2 separate regions of the Pan troglodytes genome follow, and region 1 is linked to region 2. Evidence: chromatin contacts called from public HiChIP or PLAC-seq data. All regions are on one chromosome and are shown on one strand. The core of a region is the stretch at or near the end of the contact, and the rest is flanking DNA. Distances in the headings are between cores, read along the strand shown. Region 1 holds the start of FERMT2 (FERM domain containing kindlin 2). Region 2 holds the start of GNPNAT1 (glucosamine-phosphate N-acetyltransferase 1).

Region 1 (3,811 bases), core at 378-2,877, 160 kb after region 2:
CGAAAAAAACCCCCAGAAAGTCCCCAACCCCGCTTCACCAAAACAAAAAACAATTCCAGCCTAAAAAGACAATGCCACACAGATAATCATCTTATCACAACTGCATTATGTACAAAAGGCTCTTTAAAGCTCAGGAAGATAGTTCTCTGAGCATTTCTCTTATGATCAAATCATCTATTTAGCTGATTCTTCCAGATGAAAATGGTTTCATTCATCACAAAAATGTGTACTGCACACTCTTCACACTGTAAGATACCTTATTATTTTAAATCGGATATCAATCCAATATATATTTGTACTCAAGCAAATACCGTCAACCTCAAATTAGTTTAACAAAGTCTGCTTTTTAACACAAAGTTCTTTCCTTGGCTTGTTATTAATATAAAACCGAACGCTCGAAACGGCTTACATCGAGCATGGACTATGGATACCAAGTTTGTCAAGCACTGCCCCACCCCTAGTAAGAGTGGATGACTGGAACATTTTAATGCACTCCACCACGTAGAACAGCCACAGAAACTTCACACTGGCGCCAGTAGTTGCACATTTTCCAGCACAGATTTTTCTTAAATGGATTTTGCATCATTCTCTATACCAAACGTCACTAACATTCAGGTATGCTGAAGACACAGATAACCACGGACACTGTAATATCACCCTCCCAACACACTTTCCTCATTCTTTTATCGTTCTGTCAGTAAATGTTAAGAATTAACGAGTTCCCCGGCACACATCCCCAGTCCCGCGTAACTACGCAATTAAGGTTATAATTGGGAGGCTCGAATCATTACATATGAAAATTCAGAGAGTAACAAAACAAAATAAGACGCAAAGGGGAACAGATCTATCTGCTTAAATACTGAAAGATTTTACATTTCCAAAAAGCATTTGCGAGATGCCAAGATTTCTCAAATGGGCCCCTCCCCCGTCGTGAGCCTCTTTCCTCCCCCCACCAATTCTGGGAAGTCATTAGTTGGACGCGGCTGGGATGCTACTCACCGAGTTTCTCCACCAGCTTAAGCATCACCCCTCCAATGTGCACCTCGCCGGTCACTCTCAGGGTGACATCGCGGTTCAGGTCCGTCACATGGACACTCAGTTCCCACGTCCCGTCCGCGTAGCAGCCATCTGGCATCCTTATCCCGTCCAGAGCCATGGCTCCTTCCTGCGAGCGCGGAGGAAATGGCTCTCGTAAGCGTCACTCCCCCAAAGAAAGGCGAATCCCACCGAATTCGCAGCGCCGGCCACGGGCTGGGAGGTGGTGGAGGACCCGGGGCTTTCGGCAGAAACTCGGGAGGGCGGCGGCGGCCGGGGCTGCGGGAGGACCCTACGCCCCGCTCGCCCCGCAGCGTTCCTCGGTCCCGGCGCCGCCCGCCCCACACCGTCCCCGCCTAGCGGACCGCGGCGGGCTTCACCTGCCGGCCGGCCCCGAGACACAGCGCAGGCTGACTCCCCGTTCCCCTCCCCGCCGCGCCCCCTCGGGTCCCGGCGGCGTCCCGCTCCCTCACCGCGCGCTCCTAGCGCTCCGGGCCCGGGGCTCGCGCGGCAACAGGCGAGGGGCTGGAGGCTCGCGGGGCGGCGGTGTCCGCGCCCGGCTCCTCGGCTGGCGAAGCGCTGCCTGTGGCCGGAGCGGCTAATGGAGTCCCGTCGTCGCGGCCCCTCGCCTGGCTCCCCGCGCTCCACCCTCTCCCCGCCCCCTCTGTCCGAGCCTGGCTGGGCTGGGCGCGCTGGCTCCCTCCTTCGCCGCCCGCAGAGCCGCCCTGAGCGGGTCCGGCCGGCCTCGCCTCTGCCCCCGCCCTCCCGGCGCCGTGCTCGGGGGAGGGGGCTGCGGGTCCCGGGCGGGGCGGGGCGGCGCGGGGGTGGCGGGGGGCGCGGCGGGGCGGCAATCTCGGCCCCGCGGAGCGCTGCCCTTTTATGGAAATGAAGGACCCGGCTCAGGGATTGAATCCAACATCCGGGCTCTAGGCGGCGGGCCCTGAGGAGGGGGAGCGGGGGAGCGCGGGCGGCCTTTCCCGGGGCGCTGGTGGCCGGCGGGGCGTCCAGAGCTCAGGCTGGACTGGGGCCCCCGCGGCGTGTGTCCGCGCTGGCAGCAGGGAGAGGGGGCTTGTCCGTGAGAAACGGCCCCAGGAAATTCCCAGGGCAAGGTCGTTTTCGGAGAACAAAGTCCTCTCGCCCCCTCCCCACGCCTGGAGCGAGACAAAAACCTCAGGGAGGTGAGAGGTGCCGCACCCCGGGATCTGGAGAGAGGAGTCTGGGATGGAGAAACTTTAAAAAGTAAATGCCCAAACCAACTCCTTGAATGTCCCACAAAAGAATGAGAAAACCCAGAGGGAGGTGAACCACAAAAATTGCTTTGCCAGCAATGTCCGGCACCATCAGCAACTCCTACTGGACTCCCAGGAGTTTGCAAGCGTTCTTAACCCCTTCGGACGCTCCAGCCAGATACCAGTCAAACAGATGATGCTCTTGCCTGAGGGGAAAGGAAAGACACAACCTAGTGCCACAGGTTTTACTCAGAAACTGTTTCCCCAGCTTCTCCAGCTCTTTGTACTTATTTGTGTGTTTTTTATATGCAAGTTAGAACTAACAGTCTATTAAAGCTGTTAGATGGAGATACATGCTCCATCCCACCCTCAGCCACACCTTGGATTTTAATACTTCTGGAACGGTGCCTGCAGGTACCAGGCTACCTGTTGAAGACTGGCTAGTGATGGGGAACGGTCCTCCTGCTTCCCGCTTTTGTTTCCACTTCCCCCATTAACTGTTGTACTCTGTTGAGGGAACTCCTTTCAGAAACAGCAAACCAGAGAAACTGCCTCGCTAGCAAATTCATGGGCTCAAAAAATAAACGTCAAGAAGGCTCAGATTAAAATACATTTTAAAGATAAAAGACTCCAGTTCGCAGTCTCATAATCTTGTCGAATTGTCTCAAACGCTTGGAAAAGGAACTCGCTAGGCAGATAACCTTTTGTTCATTAACATTACTGGGAAACAAGATGAGAGGCCTCAAGAAAGGGGTGGAACTCAGAAAGGAGTGAAAGCAGCAAAATTTAGTCAGATGCCAAAGGCTTGGCAGAAAAAAAAAATAGGGAAAACCACTACAGTGTTTTTAGCTAGTTATCATGGAGAAATTGATGCCTTCAGTCTCTTATCTGTCTACTCTCCAATATTTCTACTCGTGGACGTTCCAAATAGTTCACTTGAAAGCAATATGAATGTCCGGAGATGAGGGAGTTTATGTAAATTATGGGGTTGAAAATATACAGGAAAATGTTTTTAATAAATTAAGGAATTGCTTGTTAGGGCACAAAACTGCAGAACTGGATATGCAGCTATAAAATTAAGAGCTTATTTATGTTAAATGTTCAGAGAAAAAGACTGTAAGGAAATACAGCAAAATGTTAAGAAGCTCTCTGGGTCTTGAGATCACGGAAGTTTTTTCTTTCTTCCATTCTTTGTTTTCTACCAACTCAAAAACTTTACACCACCACCTAGAATTGCATCCAGCATTTCAGTTTCTCTGTACATGCCATTACATTCACGATGATAGACACTGGATACAGCAGCTACTGACTGAACGATGGGCAGGATTCTCAGAGGTTTCCTTTGGTGTTTTTTAAATAGTTCTAAAGAAAACTTGAGTTCTTTAAGAGCAGAGATTTCAAATTATTTTCATTGTCCACAAATTCACAATAGCTTGGCACAGAGAAAATGGAAAACATGCTGGTGTCAAACCAACACAAATGTCAAAGAAACAGGGGGTCTGTTCCATGGAGAAATCTCAGGGGCCAGGTACAGTGGCTCATGCCTA
Region 2 (3,757 bases), core at 239-2,738:
CACCGAAGATGAAGATTTTAAAAGTCGATCTACAAATTTTAAAAATACAATCTAAGGCCAAATCTAAACCAGCCTATGTATCTCTCAAGAGCTCCTGGGGAACCTTCTAAGTGCAGGTGAATGGGGGAGGGGCGGACTTCGGATTCCTTTATATTCATTTTATAACAATTTCGATAAGAATCCATTCTGAATCTATTCCGTTAAAGATTTTTAACACACCTGGCCATATTTATTAAATTGTGTAACTGCATGAATGTTCAAAAGTATTTTCTGATAGTTTGACCTTTACAATCTAGACGTTATTCCCAGTCTACCGATGAGGAAGCTGGAGCACCTGGAACTCCCAAGACTTGCCCCTTAGGTAACACAGCAAGTAAGTGACTTGGGGCTAGAATCCTCGTTTTCGCATCTTGAGCTCGATTACCATCCTCAACAGACCCCAATCTTTACATCATCATACCATACAGCTAGCGCTCTCTCCCCTATTTGGCAAATCCTGCCTAAATTAATTTCTTAAGATCCATTCTAGGATTCGTTCATGAGGGATTATCCTAACAAAACGAATCCTATAATCGCCCGTTCAATTTTGTATGAAAATTTTAAATTAGTTTGGCTTACATAAACATCAGCTCCTGCAACAGAAATCACAGTACAGTACTCGGTATTTCTAGGGGTAGGAGCCTAGGAAAAAGAGACAAAGAATGTCCCTCTGTACCCTGGGGAAAGCGCCGACCTACTCGGTGCGGAGGTGGTCTTCGGAGCAGCTGCCTCAATGGCTCCGACCACCGTGGGATGCGCCCGGGAATGGGAGAAGAGAAGGGGCCTGGGACGTTCGTGCCCATTCAAAACCGATGGCTGCAGAGAGCGCGACCAACTGTCTCATTTCCCACGCCAAAGTCTGGGGAGCGAAGTTCCGACCCTAGTCCCAGTTCCAGCCCTGCCAGGCCAAGACCAGCGTATGGCCGGACCGCTGGCCATCATCCTTAACCTCTGCTCCAGGCGCGCGTGCGTTCAACTTCCTGGGAACCGCGCTCCACACCATGTGCACCCAGCTGGCGAGGATTAACGCCCAGCTCCTCCACACAACACCCCCGGGGGCCTGGCCGGGGTACCAGACACACCTGTTAGATAAACCTGAGGGCAGGCCCGCCCCAGCCCCCAGGACACACGGTCCTGCTCTCGCGCCCCGGCCCCGGTCCCTCCTCACCCGTAGAGGCCCTGCGGTCGGCGCTCCTAGCCAGGCGCGTCGGACTCTCCCCCACCAGTGTGCACAGCACCGGATCCGGATCCGGCTTCAGCGCCAGCCCCACCTCCTCCTCCACCGCCCGCGCCACAGTTGGGAACCGCGGCCCAGACGTGGCAGCGCCAACGCCTCCACCCCGCCTCTGCCCCCTCACGCAGGGCCGCGCGCAGGCGAGCGGAGGCGGAGGCCAAGGCGCCACCCGCCCAGGCCCGGAGAGCGAGGGGCGGGGCCCGGAGAGCGGGGGCGGGACCAGGAGGGCGAGGGGCGGGGCTCGGAGAGCGGGGGCGGGACCAGGAGGGCGAGGGGCGGGGCCTGAGGCTCGAGTCGGCGCCTGGGGCGGTGGCCGCCGGACCAAAGCTGGCCTCTCCCGGCTCCTCCTCCTCGCTCCCCAAGGACTTTCCCACCGCGTCATTGTCTCGGTTTATCTGCAGATACGTCTACCTAGCAGTCAGCCCAGCAGCGTAAGTGGTGACCAGTGTGGGCCTCTTTGATCCTGAGACCGAAGGCTCGGCCACTGTTCCTCTCCATTTGTTCCTTGTTGCCCTCCCTTCATGATTCAATCCATTAATTAGGACTTTTCCTACCAGCTGGCAGTTCAGAGCTCCGCATCCCCAGGCCTCTGAGTCACAGTTCCTGCCTTCATGAAACTAGGAGTTGGGGCCACTGCATTCTACTCCTTCGGGACTATTGTTTCATTTCTCAGTCCCTCAAACCCTTTATTGGATGAACATGGAGTTAGGACAGCGGTTCTCCACTGCAACAGTTTTGCCTCCCAGGAGACATTTGGCAATGTATGAATCATTTTCAGCCTCTCATCTGGGGTGAGATGCCATTGGAATCTACAGATGGTGGAGGGCACAGGTGAGTAGAGGCCGGGAATACTGCTTCACGCCTTACAGTGCGCAGGACAGCGCCGCACAACAAAGAATTACCTGGCCTGAAATGTCTGGAGTGCTGAGGTTTAGAAACCTTTCGTTAGGAGAAGAAAAGTGACTTTTTTCAGAGCCCCATTTCTGAAGTGTCTTACCTAAGTAGCACTTTGTCCCTATTTTAACAGATGAGGAAACAGAGGTTCAGAGATGTTACATAATTTACAAAAGTCTCATAGCTAGTAGCTCCCCTTCCTTGCCTTGTACCATAATTTTCAATTTATTGAAATTGCAAAGTATTTTATTCTTAAGCAATAGTATTCAAAGAACCCCATAGATCATACACCAGAAATCATATTTTTTGCTCATTTGTGAGATTTAAATTTCAGTTAACTCCTTTACTGATTTATGCTTTCTCAGAACTTCAAACATCAGTGAGTTGATGGCATCCATATCTCTGTTTTTATCTCTGTTTTTACACCCATACATACAAAAGAATATATAGGGCATGAGCAGGATGTGGTGGTATGCATCCGTAGTCCCAGCTACTCCAGAGGCTGAGGCAGGAGGATCACTTGAGCCCACAAGGTTGAATCCAGCCTGGACAATAGAGCAAGACCCTGTCTCTTAAAAAAAAAAAAAAAAAAAAAAGAATATGTAAGGCATAAATAAAATAAACACTCATGGCTGGGCGTAGTGGCTCACACCTGTAATTCCAACATTTTGGGAGGCCTAGGCAAGTGGATCTCTTGAGCCCAGGAGTTTGAGACCAGTCTGTGCAACATGGTAAAAACCTGTCTCTACAAAAAAAAATACTGAAAATTAGGCAGGCATGGTGGCATGTGCCTGTAGTCCCATCTACTCAGGAGGCTGAGGTAGGAGGATAACCTGAGCCCGGGAGGCAGAGGCTGCTGTGAGCCATGATTGCAAGACTGCACTCCAGTCTGGGCCACAGAGCAAGACCCTGTCTCAAAACAAACAAAAATTTAAAAAAATGCTTATGTACACACCACTAATCTTAAGCATATGGCCCTCCCCGTTTTTCTTATCAGACTTCTGGTCAAATGTTTTCAGTGAGTTTATCCTGTACAACAAACTGCTGTATGTTTTATAAATTAGCAAAAAGTGAAACATAAGCAATTCTAAAATCACAGAACACAAGGCTTGTAAGAGGTACCCCCAGAGATCTCATACTTTCCACATATACTCCTCCTTACCCACATTGGGCCATAAGAACCCAATTTCTCCTTAATAGACAAGGTCGATTACTCTGGCCAGTACAGTTAACCCCTTTCTTTGCCTGTAGGTTCACTTGGCAATGAGGAGCCCAAGATAACCAGGAGACAGTCTCAACTTCTGGTTTAATGGAACCATTGGTATGTCCTTTGGTTGATTTTTATTTATTTTTCTAGATTCTTAGAAGAAATGCTACATTCACCATTATTCTTTTTTTTTTTTTTTTTGAGAGGGAGTCTTACTCTGTAGCCCAGGCTGGAGTGCAGTGGCGTGATCTCAGCTCACTGCAACCTCCACCTCCTGGGTTCCAATTAAGCAAGTCTCCTGCCTCAGCCTCTTGAGTAGCTGGAATTACAGGTGCGTGCTACCACACCCAGCTAATTTTTGTATTTTTAGTAGAGATGGGGTT

Evidence for each region. HiChIP or PLAC-seq counts read pairs in DNA pulled down with a chosen protein or histone mark.
Region 1: a contact with region 2 is called in an H3K4me3 HiChIP or PLAC-seq map of stem cell-derived excitatory neurons, with 5 times the contacts expected there. The contact joins the promoter of FERMT2 here to the promoter of GNPNAT1 in region 2. A contact is called at or near these places in 1 of 7 Hi-C or Micro-C datasets (stem cell-derived neural progenitor cells) and 1 of 1 datasets of contacts at active chromatin or transcription factors (stem cell-derived excitatory neurons).

Annotation. Positions count from the first base shown.
Region 1 is chr15:50,962,704-50,966,514 of NHGRI_mPanTro3-v2.0_pri, forward strand. It overlaps FERMT2 (FERM domain containing kindlin 2), which reads right to left and starts at 1,628. Exons shown (of 16, transcript XR_001709163.4): 1 at 1,509-1,628; 2 at 1,000-1,165.
Region 2 is chr15:50,802,400-50,806,156 of NHGRI_mPanTro3-v2.0_pri, forward strand. It overlaps GNPNAT1 (glucosamine-phosphate N-acetyltransferase 1), which reads right to left and starts at 1,489. Exons shown (of 7, transcript XR_010151115.1): 1 at 1,208-1,489.